Regions from separate parts of the Mus musculus genome. Here region 1 is linked to region 2. Evidence: chromatin contacts called from public HiChIP or PLAC-seq data. All regions are on one chromosome and are shown on one strand. Each heading gives the region's core, a stretch centred on a gene start, on an enhancer-like site or on the middle of the called end of the contact. The rest is flanking DNA. Distances are from core to core; before and after follow the strand shown. Region 1 overlaps Arid5a (AT rich interactive domain 5A (MRF1-like)). Region 2 holds the start of Ankrd39 (ankyrin repeat domain 39).

Region 1 (7,479 bases), core at 3,016-5,515, 220 kb before region 2:
TCTAGGCTAGCAAATGCCCTGGCTGTTGGGCTGTACACTGTGGGGTCAGGTCCCAGGATAGACAGAGGGTACCTTCGTGCGTGCGTGGAAGGATCCCCTTCATCTACAAAGTAACACTAGTCTCAACCTGCTCAAAGGTGGCGTATGACAGACAGCCTGATAATGGTAGCTTGTTCCAAGCTGCAGGAACGGAGCCCTCTGCAGGTTCATCTGGAGAATACACAGCTGGGAGGGTAGGGTGTGTGGCTTTCTGGGTTGTACTCCACTCTGCTTCAGCAAAAACTCTAGAAATGAATGCACATCAGGCTTCCTGGGAAATCTTGGGACTTTGCACCCATGCGCTAGCCCCACATGATTCTCCTTCCTTCTGTGAATGAGAGAACTCAGCTCAGAGGTGACTCCAAACACTGTGGTACACACACCTTCCTATGTTCACTTGTGTCCCTAACAGGTTCCCCCAGAGGACCCACAGGCCAGCAAAGCTCTTGGCGTCTGTGTCCAGGGCATAACTTGTGGTCTGAGCCTACTTCCAAATCATTCGTGACATTTGAGCTAATAATGGTGGGAGGAGGCAGAGGCCACTCTGGTATTTGTGCTGACCCCACCCCTGTCCGTGGTCCTGGCTCATTTCCCTGGAAACAGCTTAAGTGTGATGAGTTGGGCATTCAGTGGGAAATACCTTTGTTTGCCTTGGGTGTCAAAGCATGCTGCCCCTGTAACTGTCTTAGGTGGCATTGGTTAGCATTACATGTGCATCTCCCACACGAGGCAAGTATCACCACCGCCATAGTTGTTTGGTTGGTTGGTTTTCTTGGCTTCTTTTTAAGACAGGATTTCTCTGTGTAGCCCTGGCTGACCTGGAACTTACTCTGTAGACCAGGCTGGTCTCTAATAGAGGTCCACCCTCTGCCTCTACTTGGATTAAAGATATGCACCACCATGCCCAGCAACCACCTCGCCCAGCAACCATCAGAGTTTTAAACCGAATGGCTGGGAATTTTCCTTTGAAGACCTTGCGAATGGCTACAGGAGGTGATGGAGAAACAGCAGCAAGTCCCCGAGGGAGTGGCGAGAGAGTGGGGCCAGGAGCCAGGGGGGCTGTTGGGCAGGGACGGAGGAAGCCAGAGATGACTTAGGCTGCATTTAGAACCTTCTAGTCCAGGAGGCAGTTGGGCTTTTATGTGAAATAAAGAAAGATGGAAGAGAGTCCTGGCTCCCAGATTTGGTTGTTTGCTTTATGGTGCTAGGGATGGAACCCTGGACATTTTTTATGCTCAGCAAGCTCTGATCACTTGCTGCATCCCAGCCCTGGACTCTGGCAAGTGGTAGGTGTGGACACTGGAGACTAGAACAGAGTAGGGAACGTATCCTTGGAGATGGCAGAGTCAACATCTGGACACAGGTCTGGAGATGCTGCGGACACATCTGGCCAGCGTGTCTGTTTATACTGTGAGCAGAGTGAGTGTGGGGGCTGGGCTTGGAGAAGGGAAGCGAGCTAGGCAGTGATCACAGTAGAGCAAAGCCGTCCAAGGGCACAGCCAGGGCACAAGAGCTCGGGTTTCCACTTGACCTTAGCAGCGTGAGTATCATTGCACCTAGGAGGCCGGCTGGACACAATCTCAAGGCAAGGGACAACTAAGCACCACTCCAGTGGGAGCCGAAGTGGCTGCATGAAGGGCATCAACAGAGAACCAGGGAATGAAGTGGGGATGGGGGGAGGGAGTTGGGAACAGTGGGTAAGATCTCTAGACTGCAGATCTTGGTGTGCTGTGGGGACTTGATGGGGTGGGTGCACATGAGAGGCTTGGCTGAATCAGCAGCTATTGGTTGCTGGATGAGCTAGAGCAAGAAGGGGTCAACAGAGCTCAGGCATGGGGGACTTTGAAACAAGGGCAGCGGGCATGCTGGGTGGGCACAGCCGCCAGGGTAAGGTGTGTAGGCACAGGAAAGGAGGTGATGGGGCCTCAGCAAAAAACACAGCACAGGAGGCAAGAAGCAAAGGTTACCTTCCACATGAAGTTGCTGGGCTGGCCAGAGCCTTAGACTGGCAGAATAGACATTAGAGAAGGCCAGAGGCAATGAAAAACTTCATGGCTTTAAAGGAATTTTAAATCAAGAGCAGAGGCTGCCTGGCATGTTTAGATGTGTTTGTTTTCTAGTGTGCTGGATGGAACCCAGAGCCTTGGGTATGCTGGGCAAGTATCCAACACTGAGCTATATCATTTGGTGTTTTTTAAAAAAAAGAATTAACAATATTTGAAACATTTTCTCTTGAATAGCCGTTATTTCTGGCCACAAAGGATGACCTTCCGAATCAGGACCGGGGGTGGGGGGGGGAGCCCATCTATTGCCCATAGTCCTTCAGCTCCTCTTGTGTCGGACCATTAGGGAGCCAGTCCTAGCCAACTGCCCTGGTTCTCACCACTTGAGTCTTGACACTGCTCAGACACTAGGTGGCAGCTGCTGTTCTTCATGGTTACAGATCAAGACCAATTTCCTTAGCTAATGGCTCCAAGAATGTGGCTGCTCAACTCTTCAAAGGGCTTCTGGGCAGGAATGTAGAGCAATCGCTGATCTGGCAGGACCATCGAGGTGGGCAAATATGAGCACAAGCTCCCAAGACTAGGGCCTCACTCGCTGGGGGTTGTTCCTCCGTGTGTGTGTGTGTGTGTGTGTGTGTGTGTGTGTGTGTGTGTGTGTGTGACAGCCGGCTGGCTACCTGTGAGTCTCTGTGTCCTCTGTGATGCAGAATTGAATCTAGAGACCACTAATGAGCAGATGACTACAGAACACACTCCCCATCCTACCAGGGGGCAGCTCAACCTTTTGTGGGGAGCCTCTAGTCCTGGAAGCCACCTGGCCCTGACTGTGAAACTCCCCAAAGGAGGAAAGGCTCTGACATACAAGGAGAGCAAGGAAGAGGCGCTCCCAGTGGGTGTCTTGAAAGAGCAGCTACTTCCCGACCTTACCTTTCCTGAGGCTCTTTCCTACCTCTAAGGTTCTTGGCTTTCTGCTTGGGCCCTGGGGTAGAAAGGAACGGCCAAGAAGCTAGAAGCCAAATAGATTATGACCTATACTTTCCCACAGCCAGTGTGCCAGTGACAATCTTGGGTCCTTTCCTTGCAAGCAATAGAAATGAAGGCTAATGTAGACAAGAGAATTCCCGAGTGGCTCAAAGCATGAGGGACAGCCAAACCCTAGGCCCTGGAGGAAGGACTCAATGTGCATCCTGTGTCACTTGCTTTGCTGATCATCATAACCAAATAATTTCAGAAGTAACTTGAGAGATGGGAGGTTTTGTTGTCTTAGAGTTTTACAGCTGTGAACAGACACCATAACCAAGGCAACTCTTATAAGGACAACATTTAATTGGGGCTGGCTTACAGGTTCAGAAATTCAGTCCATTATCATCATGGTGGGAACATGGCAGCATCCAGGCAGGCATGGTGTAGGAGGAGCTGAGAGTTCTACATCTTCATCTGAAGGATGCTAGCAGAAGACTGGCTTCCAGGCAGCTAGGATGAGAGTCTCACAGCCCATACCCACAGTGACAAACCTACTCCAACAGGGTCACACCTTCGAATAGTGCCATTCCCTGAGCCAAGCATATACAAACCATCACATTTGTTGTTGCCTACATTAGCAGAGGTTTTATTTAGCCCATGGCCACTGGGTGGCAGAACCACAAGACACTGGAAGTTCTTTGTCTTAGGGTAGACAACTGGGGGAGGGGAGGCAAGGGGACAGGAGCAGGGAGAGGGAGAGGGAGAGAACACACAAACCAGGTATAACCTCCAAAGACATGCCCCAATGAGCTACCCCTGCAGCTCTGTTTAAGTAGTAATATTTGAGATCTCCAGAGTGTCTCCTGTCAGCAAATGTTCCCTGAGTTTGTGTCCACTCAGGGGTTAGACCACTAGCAGCAGGCCACGGGTGGGCTCTGTCTCTCACCTTCTCATGGGTTTCAGCTCTGGGTGACCCGTTAGAGGAGAAGCTGACTCTGGGTCTTGAGCTACCTGTGCTAAGGCTCAGAGAAAGTGTATGCCACATGGATCAGAATACTGTGTGGCACCAGGTGCACCCCCCTTTCTCTGGGACTTCTCTGTCTCATCTGTAGTATGGAAGTGAGTCATTTAACCCCAAGAGCCAGGGTATTTAGAGAAAGCCCTCTGTAAACTTAAGTCCTGATGAATGTGAGTCACTACTTCCCTTGCTAGCTTGGCCATGCCTTATCCTGTCCTTTACCTTAGCATTTTGAAACCCATGCATGTGTTCTGACCACTACCCTTTACCTTGCCTTCTGAGTCAGTGACTCTGACTTCTGGATAGTGTCTGGGTCAAGAATGGCAAGCCAACTTTTGTGGTTGTCTGCAGCTCTGGATTGACTCACTGCGAAAGTGATGCAATTGATTAGTAATGTCTGCCAAGGCCCTTGGAAGGGGAGTGGAGGTTCACCTGCCACATCCGTACCATTGTCTGGGGCTTGATGATGGGCTGTCTGATGCAAGTTCCCTGACCTCACTGCCACATCTCAGCCTGGCTCTGGTGGTTTCCCTCCCACAGGAATGAAGAATAGGGAAGCATCACTCGCTTGCACTGGGAGCCCAATCAAGAAAGCCTGGCTTGGATATGGGTTGCCCAGGAGCTACAGTTGAAAGCCTGGGTAATAGTCAGGGAGGGAACCTCTAGGGGAAAGCTGTTCAAAAGAGCTCAGAGGTTTACGGTCTTGCTTCCAAGTCTGACGGATTGAGTTTGAACCCCTGGATTCATGTGGTAGGACAGAAACAACTACTGGATGTTGTCTTCTGACCTGCATGTGCGCCATAGCATGCATGCCCCCCCCAACAAACAGATAAATGTAATAGAGAGGGGAGGGAAAATGAGAAGGGAGAAGCAAAGGAGGTGAACAGAAGGGGGAATGGTTCTTTCAGAGGTAACTAGGTGGGAGAGATGGGTGGGCTAAAGAGGTGGAACTTCCAATCATTGTACATTTGATATGGGGCTAATGGCCTTGGATGCATTAGGAACAAGTTAAAATAAGCCTGCCATACCCAGCTCTCATCAGCTCACTGCACTTAAGATGTGGCCCACAACTCTGTACTGTCCCCAGATTCAAACTCCAGTGTCTGCTTGGAAACTTCTTCCTTCCTCAGGCTTCTGGTCTCCCCCTCCCCCATTGCATCCACACTCTGCAGTTCCTGCCTGGGTTGAGCTCTGGGGTGTCCCCCCATCAGGCTTCTGGCAGTCACACACCCCCAACAGTTCTGGAAACACATGGGATTCCATCTGCCTGAAAACCATTCTCTCCTCCACTTGCATGCGTCCCCCATCTTCATCCTGGAGCCTCTTCCCCAGGAACTCTGGCTTCCCTCTTAGGTGCCCTCAAAGCATCTACCATTTCTCCACCCACATCTGCATCCCTGCACCACCCCACCCCACCCCGCCCTGACTTGGTTCTTAGGGGCAATCCAAGCTTTGTGTTCACTTCCAACTCCTGATTAGACCAACTGCCAGCTACAACCCCATGCAACAGGGGTCTATAGTCACTGTGAGTAGCACAAGTGCCCACTGGTGTGCATCACCAGTGTGAAACTTGCTGCTTTGGCAATTCCCAGAGGACGCTTTCATGTGCAGGGCCCAAAAGGCTTAGAAGAATGGTGACCCAGAAGAGCAACTCTGCTTCACCTCGGACTTAGACAGTCCCCACTCCGAACCCTTAGCTTTGGGAGAGGGCAAGAATCCACCCGACACTCTTCCTGCAAAACTATGGGCCATGCCCCATTCCTTGACCTGCTCTGCACACATGGAGACAAAGCAGGCAGTTGTTCTCTTTCAGGAACCTTTCTTTCCCTTTAGGGCAGGATCCATGGTTTTCCTATGTGTTAAAGCAGAAAAATGAGACTTGTGATTTGTCTGCCATTGTTATCAGTGTGTGTATGTACACACACCCATGTGGAGTGTAGGCACACCTGGACCATGAGACAAGTGGGGATCAAGGACAGTGTCAGGTGCCAGCCTTTGCCTTCCATCCTGCGTGAGGCAGGGGCTCTTTTGTATTGTCTCCTGCTGCCTTTGGCTAGCTGCAGCAAGCTTCTGGGAATTCTGTCTGCACCTCCCATTGCTGTAGGAACTCTGGGATTCAGATACAGGCTACTGCTGTGGTCAACTTTGTAGGCCTTCGGACTGACAGTCCTGCTAAATCCTCTCTGGTAGTGCACACTGGGCCTCCTTCATCGCTCATCTCCACTGTTTGAGCGTTGTGGGGCTGTCCAGGACTATGCCCTTGGTTTCAACAAAGGTGTTTGAAGTTGTCGTAATCATGTATCAGGGCAGGTAAAAGACAACCAGAGGAGCCAGGGGCTCGAGGGCACTTGTTTGTGGACATCGGGGAAATATGCAAGCCTGTATTATCAAGAAGCCATGTAGGGGGAATTCTAAATTAGTCCTCTGCTTATAGCTACTAAACACAGCTAGGAAAACTGGCCAGAAAGTGTTATAACAATAATTATACTAGAGTATATACTGGAATCAAAAAAGAGGTACCACCGGGCGTGATGGCACACGCCTTTAGTCCCAGCACTTGGGAGGCAGAGGCAGGCAGATTTCTGAATTCGAGGCCAGCCTGGTCTACAGAGTGAGTTCCAGGACAGCCAAGGCTACACAGAGAAACCCTGTCTCAAAAAAACAAAAACAACAACAACAACAACAACAAAAGAGGTACCCTCACCATGGGTCATTAAATGATTGTACTATCTGGCAAACAGAACTGCATTATCAAAGACCAGGAAAATGGTGTGTTCAATCTTTTCACACGTTTACACAAGATGCACATAGAAATAATAAAAACATACATAAAAAGAAAAGGATGTTAAAGTACTCTCACTCTCTACAGCTGAATCCAATAAAGACTTTAGAAAGATTTTGATATTTTAAGTGTACAAGTGCTTTGTCTGTTTGCGTGTAAGGATGGACATCACATGTGTGCCTGGTGTCTGCAAGAGGCAAGAAAAGGACATCTCCAGGGACTAAAGTTACAAATGGTTGTGAGTCACCATGTGGATGCTAGGAATTGAACCCAAATTATCTGCAAGAGCAGCAGTGCACTTAACCGCTGAGCCATCGTTCCAGCCCCGAGACTTCAGACATGTTTAAGGTGCATCTTGATCTAGTCCTGCCAGTTAGCTTCTAAGAGTTCTGTTCTGCCAGACCTAAGAGTATTCTTTTTTTTTTTTTTTTTGAAACCTATGAGCTATTAATAGAACTGCCCAGGACATTCATTCAGACGCCTACTTCTCACTCTTGAGAGTGTCCTGCTAGTAGAATGTAGATGCTTCACTCTCCATGGTCTAAAATGCCTTCTTTTGCATTCTACTGGCAAGCAAATCACAATTACATTTTGCCCATGGATGGATAGATTCACAAGTAAAAACAACCAGTCAAGCAGTGGTGGTGCACGCCTTTAGTCCCCGCACTTGGAGG
Region 2 (7,106 bases), core at 3,636-6,135:
TTCTGTGAGAGCCTATTTCAAGAGACAAAACAATAAACTTTAAAGCTAGGCGAGGTGGCATACGTTAATACAGATTCTCAGTACCCAGGAGGGTGAACCCTTACCAAAACCAAAACCACCACCACCACCACCACCACCAAAAACCAAACCAAACCAGTGAACCAGGGAGATGACCCATTCGGTGAAAGTACTTACCACCAAGTCTGAGGGCTTAAGTTCTAGGCCCAGACCTCACATGGTGGCACGCATACATACACATGCATACACAGGCACGCACACACGCACTCACGGGGGCTGGGGGGAGAGAGACAGAGGCACAGAGAGACAAGAGTTTGGCTGGAAATAAAGGGAGAGCAGCAGCCCGGACGGAGTTAAGGCCTTTTCCCAGAGCTCACCAGTGCGGTGTAGCCGGCAGAATCTGGCTGGCTAGGGTCTGTGGCCTTCTGGATGAAATACTTCACACGGCCCAGGTCTCCATTCAGGGCAGCCGACCAGATTCCTGCAGAAAGACAGTCAAAGCGCTGAGCAGTGTTGCATGGTGATATTTGTTTCTTTTAATTCCCATTTCTTTAAAGCATTTCTTCTACCTTTTGACTGAAGTTTCAACATCTGTAAGGTAAAGCTTGGAATGCTGTATCTATATTACCCCCAGGAAGCAGGTCAGAAACCCATGCTAAGACTGTTGTAATCTGGAGCTATCATAAAAGGGATAGTTGCTGCTGCCCGGGCAGCTGGTGCTAGCGGCGGCAGGGGCAGCGGGCGGTAGGGGCAGCTGCAGGGGTGGCAGTGCACGCCTTGAATCCCGGCAGAGGCAGAGAGGCAGAGGCAGGTGGATCTCTGAGTTCGAGGCCAGCCTGGTCTACACAGTGAATTCCACCACAGCCAGGGCTATACAGAGAAACCATGTCTCAAAACAGCTGATCAAGGAACAGCGGCTCAGCAGGTAAAGAGCCAAGCCTGACTAACGGAGTTCAATCCACTCCACCTACACAGTGGAAGGGCACAACTGACTCTGGCAAGTGCCCTCTGACATCAGAGCTCATACCCTGACACCCAACATGTCCTAATCACAAACTGAGTACAGTTATTGAAATGAAATGATCACAAATAGGTCAACCAATGCTACAAACCCAGTGGGTGAGAGAATTAACTAGTAGCTTAGGCTTTGCACACAATGCAGCACAAAGCACGGGTAAAAGAGACAAGAAAACAGGGGAGAGAACACAGACCAACATACTTCCAAAAGGAATTTCAGAGAGGTACGCAAGATGGAAGTGGCGGAAACGGGCACCATGTCCTTGCATGGCCCCAGGAACTTGGAGCCCAGACACACAGAGAAGTGGGGAAGCTGGGACTGGTGGACTCTGAAGGAAATCTACAGTATCCCAAAAGCTTAGCATGGTTATTAGAAACAGTTGAACAGATAATCAAGGTCATTGTATCAAAGAGGCAGAGTAGTTACAGACAGCCGAACAGGAGGCGGGGTTATTATAGACAGACGAACAAGGAGGTGAGGTTATGGAAATACAGCCGAAGAGGGAGGTGGGGTTGTATACAGATGAACAAGGAGGTGGGGTTATTACAAACAGATGAACAAGGAGGCAGCTGTAGCTAATCTCAGTAGGAGCGGTCTCTGCAGGGGAGCAGCCTTCAGGTAAAAAACACTCAGGGGGAGAAATGGTGGGCATTTTCTACACATATTGTCAACATCTGCACATGGACCAGAGGAAGGATTTACTGCCCCTCTGAGCCTGGACCCACCCCTGGTGTTGGTGTGTGTGTGGTGTGTGAGTGTGTGTGCAGGTGCCATTTCCCTATAGGTCTGAGGCTCTGGTCCTTAGCATGTCCTGCTCATGTCGGTAACACACATTCACTCAGGGTTTCTTCTGCTCCCACAAATGGGAAAGATACTGGTTGAAGAGATGAGAATTATACAGAAATAAAGATAACCATGATGTGAGCATGGTAGCACACGCCTGTAATGCCAGAGGCCTGTAAAGACAGAGGCCGGCAGATCTCTGTGTTCAGGGACAGCTTGGTCTACAGAATGAGTGCCAGGACAGCCAGAGCTACACAGTGAGACCCTGTCTCAAAAAATCAAAACAAGGGGGCTGGAGAGATGGCTCAATGGTTAAGAGCACTGACTGCTCTTCCTAAGGTCCTGAGTTCAAATCCCGCAACCTCATGGTGGCTCCCAAACATCCATAATGAGATCTGATGCCCTCTTCTGATGCGTCTGAAGACAGCTACAGTGTACTTAGATATAATAAATAAATTTTTTAAAAAAATCTAAAAAAAAAAAAAAAATCAAAACAACAACAACCAGAGCTGGAGAGCCGGAGAGGAGCTGGTTCAGGAACTGTTGCTCTGATGAAACTCATTCTTCAGAAGACCTGGGTTTGATTCCTAGCACCCATAAGGTGGCTCACAACCATCTGTAACTCCAGCTTCAGGGGATCCAATCTCCTGTCCAGGCATATGCATAGTGCATACATACAGGCAAAACAGTCATATACGTTAAACATGTGTGTGCATATATAATTTGTATATATAAATAATTATATTTTTGTTTATTTTTTTACTTGTGATATATATACACACACATACACATATATATCTGTAATCAAAGAGATGGCTGTATAATTTGTATATATATAATTATATATACTGTATATTTTTTACTTGTGATATATATATATATGTATATGTATATATATATGTAATCAAAGATGTAATCAAAGAGATGGCTCAGTAGTCAAGAGTAGTTAGTTGCTAGGGCCAGGCAGTAATGGTGCACACCTTCATCCCAGCACCAGGGAAGCAGAAACAGATGGCACTTTGTGAGTTCGAGGCCAGCTTGATCTACAAAATGAGTTCCAGGACAGCCAGAGTTATATAGTGAGACCCTGTGGTTGTGGGGTGGGGAGAGATGGACCAACAAAACAAAACATAGCACACATACATACACAAAGAAAGTCACCAAAACAGATTTAATTCAAAACTAAAAAAATAAATAAATAAACCCCATGCTTTACAGAAAAAAAAAATTCACATAATAGGTATCTTTATCACATGTGAAAAATAAATAAAAGAATAAGCTGATAAAATTGCAGCAGGTGATAACAAACAATTTCTGAGACAAAGTGTCTAACATGCTCTGCCTTGAACTGGCCTTGAACTGTGACCTTCCCGTCTCAGCCTTTGAGTCAGTCCAAACTGCTACAAAGAGAGCAAAGCATTAAGGTAACAGGGTAACCAGAGTGGAAATGCCAGGGCTTTGAATACCACAAGGTTTCTTCCTCCACACAGGAAGGGCTGACATTTTGAGGCAGATCATGTCTGTTGTGGGGAGCCAACCTGTGCGGGTCAGATTAGCTGTGACACACAAAAATATCTCTAGACCTAAACTGGGCATAATTGTCCCCAGGTTGAGGACTCTCTAAGGAAGGGGGGTCCCTGAAGAAGTGCCATAGAACTGAATGCTGGCGGGAAAGCCTCAGTCAGCCTGAAGCGGACTAACAAACAAAACAGACCATGTCATCGGACAGAGGGCTTGCATATTTTAGAAACATAAGGGTGATGGCTGCAAGGGTGAGAACCATAAAGAGGTACAGAAACACAACAGTCAGTCTGGCTTGGGGAACTAAACGCAATAGGAGGCGCTGGAGAGGCGGCTCAGTTAAGAGTTCTGTCTGCACCAGGCCGGTGGTGGCGCACGCCTTTAATCCCAGCACTCAGGAGGCAGAGGCAGGCGGATTTTTGAGTTCGAGGCCAGCCTGGTCTACAAAGTGAGTTCCAGGACAGCCAGGGCTATACAGAGAAGCCCTGTCTCAAAAAAAAAAAAAAAAAAGAGAGAGAGAGAGAGAGAGAGAGCGCTCTGGCTGCTCTGCAAAGGACCAGGGTTGTTTCTCAGCTGGTCACATCTGTAACTGCCAATTCCAGGGAATCTGAAGCCCTATTCTGGCCTCCAGGAGCTAAATGCACATAAATAGTCTTTAAATTAAAAAAAGCGTAAATGTAATCATCTCATTTGTTATTTTCTAAAGGTACAGCGGAGAAAACACTTCAAGAGGAGGAAGCGGGGAGTCCTATTATGTCCCTAGTCCAAAAGATGGGGGTAGCAGAGGTGTAGAGAAACGCCGCCCGCTAGGAAGCCATTCCTATGGTAACCATCAAGTGTTCCGTATCATCAGCCCTACACTGATGACAACCTTGCTACAACTGCACAAACTACCTGTTCCTGGGGATAACATGGTAACCGGCACAGAAGAACAGGGACCACTGCTAATAGCAAAATCTCTGTATGATTTTGGACAAAACAGTCACACCCCTGCGCTCCACAGTAAATCTTTCGAGATCACTGTCATTGCTAAAACTTGTACACTCACACCCGAGAGCAGCAAGGGCCAGCTGCCCTGACCTCCCCGGTGGATACGAACCACCAACTGCAGATTCTTTCCCTAGCTCCTCTGTCACCTGACCAGGCTGTCTCCTAGCTGGGTTGGTCTCCAGACCCAGTTCAGAAACCAATGCCTCAATTTACCCGTCCGCACTCGAGACGGAGTAGTCGAGGGGCTTCCTGCCACGCTTTGAAGCCAGCCTTCCTGCACCAGGCCCGGAAGCTCCAAACACGGTTCGAGGCCTCCTTCAGTCCACGTTCCCGGAGATGGGGCTGGAGATTGCCCGCCGCCGGCAACGCGGCCGCCTCACCCCTCTCACCCCTGTCGAAGTCCATCTCCTCCAGCGTCTGCTGTACCCCGGGCACCGCACTAGGGTGAGAGCAGCAGGAGCCATCCGCGCAAAGGTGCGGCGCCGCCATCCCGGCGGCCGGGACTGCAGCCAAGCGCTCCTACGAAATGCCCACCCCTCCGTCCCAGGTTGACCACTCGACGTCCGTAGTTGACCTTCGAGTCCCGCCTCCTCGCCCCAGGCCAACCAATCCTGCATTTAGACCTTAGCTTAGCAACCAATGAAAGTGGTGAGGTGTGGCTGGATAGACTGAGCCTTGCTGCTTTGCTACCACGGGAGGGCGCCCAAGGCTAACTAAGCACAAGGAAGAGCAAAGGCTCGGGAATCCGTTGAGCTCCCCGGGAGGAGGCAGGACAGTTCGTGCAGCCTCGCCTTGTAGGGTGAGGGGACCAGGCAGCTTGGCCTGTCTGGTAGTGTTTATGTCGCATTCGCCAGAACCGAGGCCTCGCAGGTTCCCCAGGGCACAAGGACTCTAGACGCGGCCCATAGTCCCTCTCTCATCTCCCAAGCATCACTTGAGCTGTAGGCCATCCATGGTCAGATCAGTGACCCGCCAGAAAGCTACTAACACTCTGACCCTCGTTCTTTAGCAATCCATCAGGAAGCAGGTGGCCTGAGGGCAAGGACCTGGTAGACCACCTTTGTGCTTAAGCCTCTGCCCACTCAGTGGGCGCTGGTTGCCAACACCCACTGGGCAGACAACTGAGCTAAGGGAAACACACTCAAGTATTTCCCAGCCTCTTCTGACCCACACTCAGGGAAACAGCAGCCTGCTCAAGGGTCATCCAAGTGTATGGGGGGTGGGGGGTGGGGTGGCAGCTAAGGGTGGGCAGAGAGCTCACTGTGGTCTCTGTTCCTATGTACCGGTTAGATTGATCTAAACCAGGTGTGTCCAAATTGCAGCCAACAACAGCATCAAATTTAGCACAACACAAAATCTTAAAATGTCTTTTTTTTTTCCTCCTTCCTATTTTCCTTCTCGAAATCCGATTGGCAGGCAGCTCTCATTAAGGGCGCTCAGAAATGAATCCAGGCTGGGCCTGTTGTTTTTCCCAGGAACATCTGGGCCTACACCACTCCCTCACTAAGACAAGGGCTTGATACTGACTGGGTGGCAATAGGGGACTATCCCTACCCAGATAGGACATTCGAGACTAGCATTCTTCCCCTCCCACGGAGCTTGTCCTAATCTCCATCTTTATAAAGACACTGTCCACACAACTTGAGAAGCCTCTCCTTCAGCCCCTGACTCCCTGCTCACCCTCCCTATAGTTCTGGGAAGACCGTCTCCTTCTCCTCCTCTTCCCGAACGCTCTGCCTTGTTTCCCTGTGGCACCAGGCCAAGTCCAGCTCCCAAGCAGAGTAGCCCTGCTCTGGCTCCCAGTCCCATAGGCATCACTGTGGGAAAACACTTGAGTCTCAGCTGGCCCCTCCAGAGATGCACGGACAGGCATTAAGACCATGATGGCCCAGACCAAAGGATGAGTCCCTCTTAGGTCAATAAGTGGGTTTGAGTCAAAATATCTGTGTGGCAGGGTTAAATTTCATTTTCTCCATTTTATTTGTCAATATAAAAATACTCAAATATTTACAACAAATAAATATGTGGGGACACAATAAGTTACACTGTTAGCCCTTTTCCCAGAGCAGGGAGAGGATAGGCCAGTATCCATAGCATGCCCACCTCCTCCCTTCCCTCCCCCAACAACCCTTCCCAGCCCTGTCAGAAGAGCGCAAATATAAAATACCACCGAACCCGGAGGGCAAGTGGGAGGCCCTGCCCACCCCTCCCCCTGAAGCAGGAGGTTCCATCTCCACCCCCAACCCCCGCCCTGAAAACATTCACAGCCCTAGGAGCAGGGCTAGGCCCACCCCCGAGTCCCGCACTCCCCCAAAAGGGGTACAACACCCTGTCCTTCCCTTCCCCGTATGTACATCACTGCCCCAAAGCTTGGGACAGCTGGGGGTAGGAGAAGCAAAGTGCTATGACCCCCTTCCCCTTCATAGCTCCAAAGACTCAACCAGGAGGACCCCAGGCCAAGGGAAGACGTGATAGAGACAGGAAAGTTACAACACACACACACACACACACACATTCTTCCACATGCATACCAACACATATATGCACAAACACGCCCACATCTTGAAACCTCTTCCTTGCAAAGTTTTGGCTGCTGGGGTCCCACATGTCTCAAATTCACAGAGGAGGGTGTGTCTCCTGTGAGGCTGAAGTCCTGGTGAGCCACACCAAGTGGCAGTGCCCATGCTGAGCAGGTCCTCACGGCCGGGCAAATGCTGGGCAGTGTCTGTCCCAGGCAGAGCAAGTGCCCCTGCCATGTCCCTGAGGTAGCTGGTGC

Evidence for each region. HiChIP or PLAC-seq counts read pairs in DNA pulled down with a chosen protein or histone mark.
Region 1: an HNF4G HiChIP or PLAC-seq map of pancreatic cancer cells shows a contact between it and region 2. The contact joins the enhancer-like site here to the promoter of Ankrd39 in region 2. A contact is called at or near these places in 1 of 484 Hi-C or Micro-C datasets (the N1E-115 cell line), 2 of 115 datasets of contacts at active chromatin or transcription factors (embryonic stem cells and pancreatic cancer cells) and 4 of 9 other capture datasets (adipose tissue, embryonic stem cells, liver and 1 more).

The regions. Positions count from the first base shown.
Region 1 is chr1:36,321,771-36,329,249 of GRCm38.p6, forward strand. Arid5a (AT rich interactive domain 5A (MRF1-like)) reads left to right here. Exons shown (of 7, transcript NM_001172205.1): 7 at 1-2,259. Among named protein-coding and RNA genes, the nearest start is that of Arid5a, 18 kb to the left of the region's middle. Within about 2 kb of position 4,266, at least 72 of the 459 cell types and tissues checked have an H3K27ac peak or open chromatin away from gene starts, as enhancers often do. A contact at or near this core is called in the N1E-115 cell line and pancreatic cancer cells, where this site is marked.
Region 2 is chr1:36,542,367-36,549,472 of GRCm38.p6, forward strand. Ankrd39 (ankyrin repeat domain 39) reads right to left here and starts at 4,886. Exons shown (of 4, transcript NM_026241.4): 1 at 4,720-4,886; 2 at 396-499. The coding sequence starts at 4,819. It overlaps Sema4c (sema domain, immunoglobulin domain (Ig), transmembrane domain (TM) and short cytoplasmic domain, (semaphorin) 4C), which reads right to left. Exons shown (of 15, transcript NM_001126047.3): 15 at 6,273-7,106.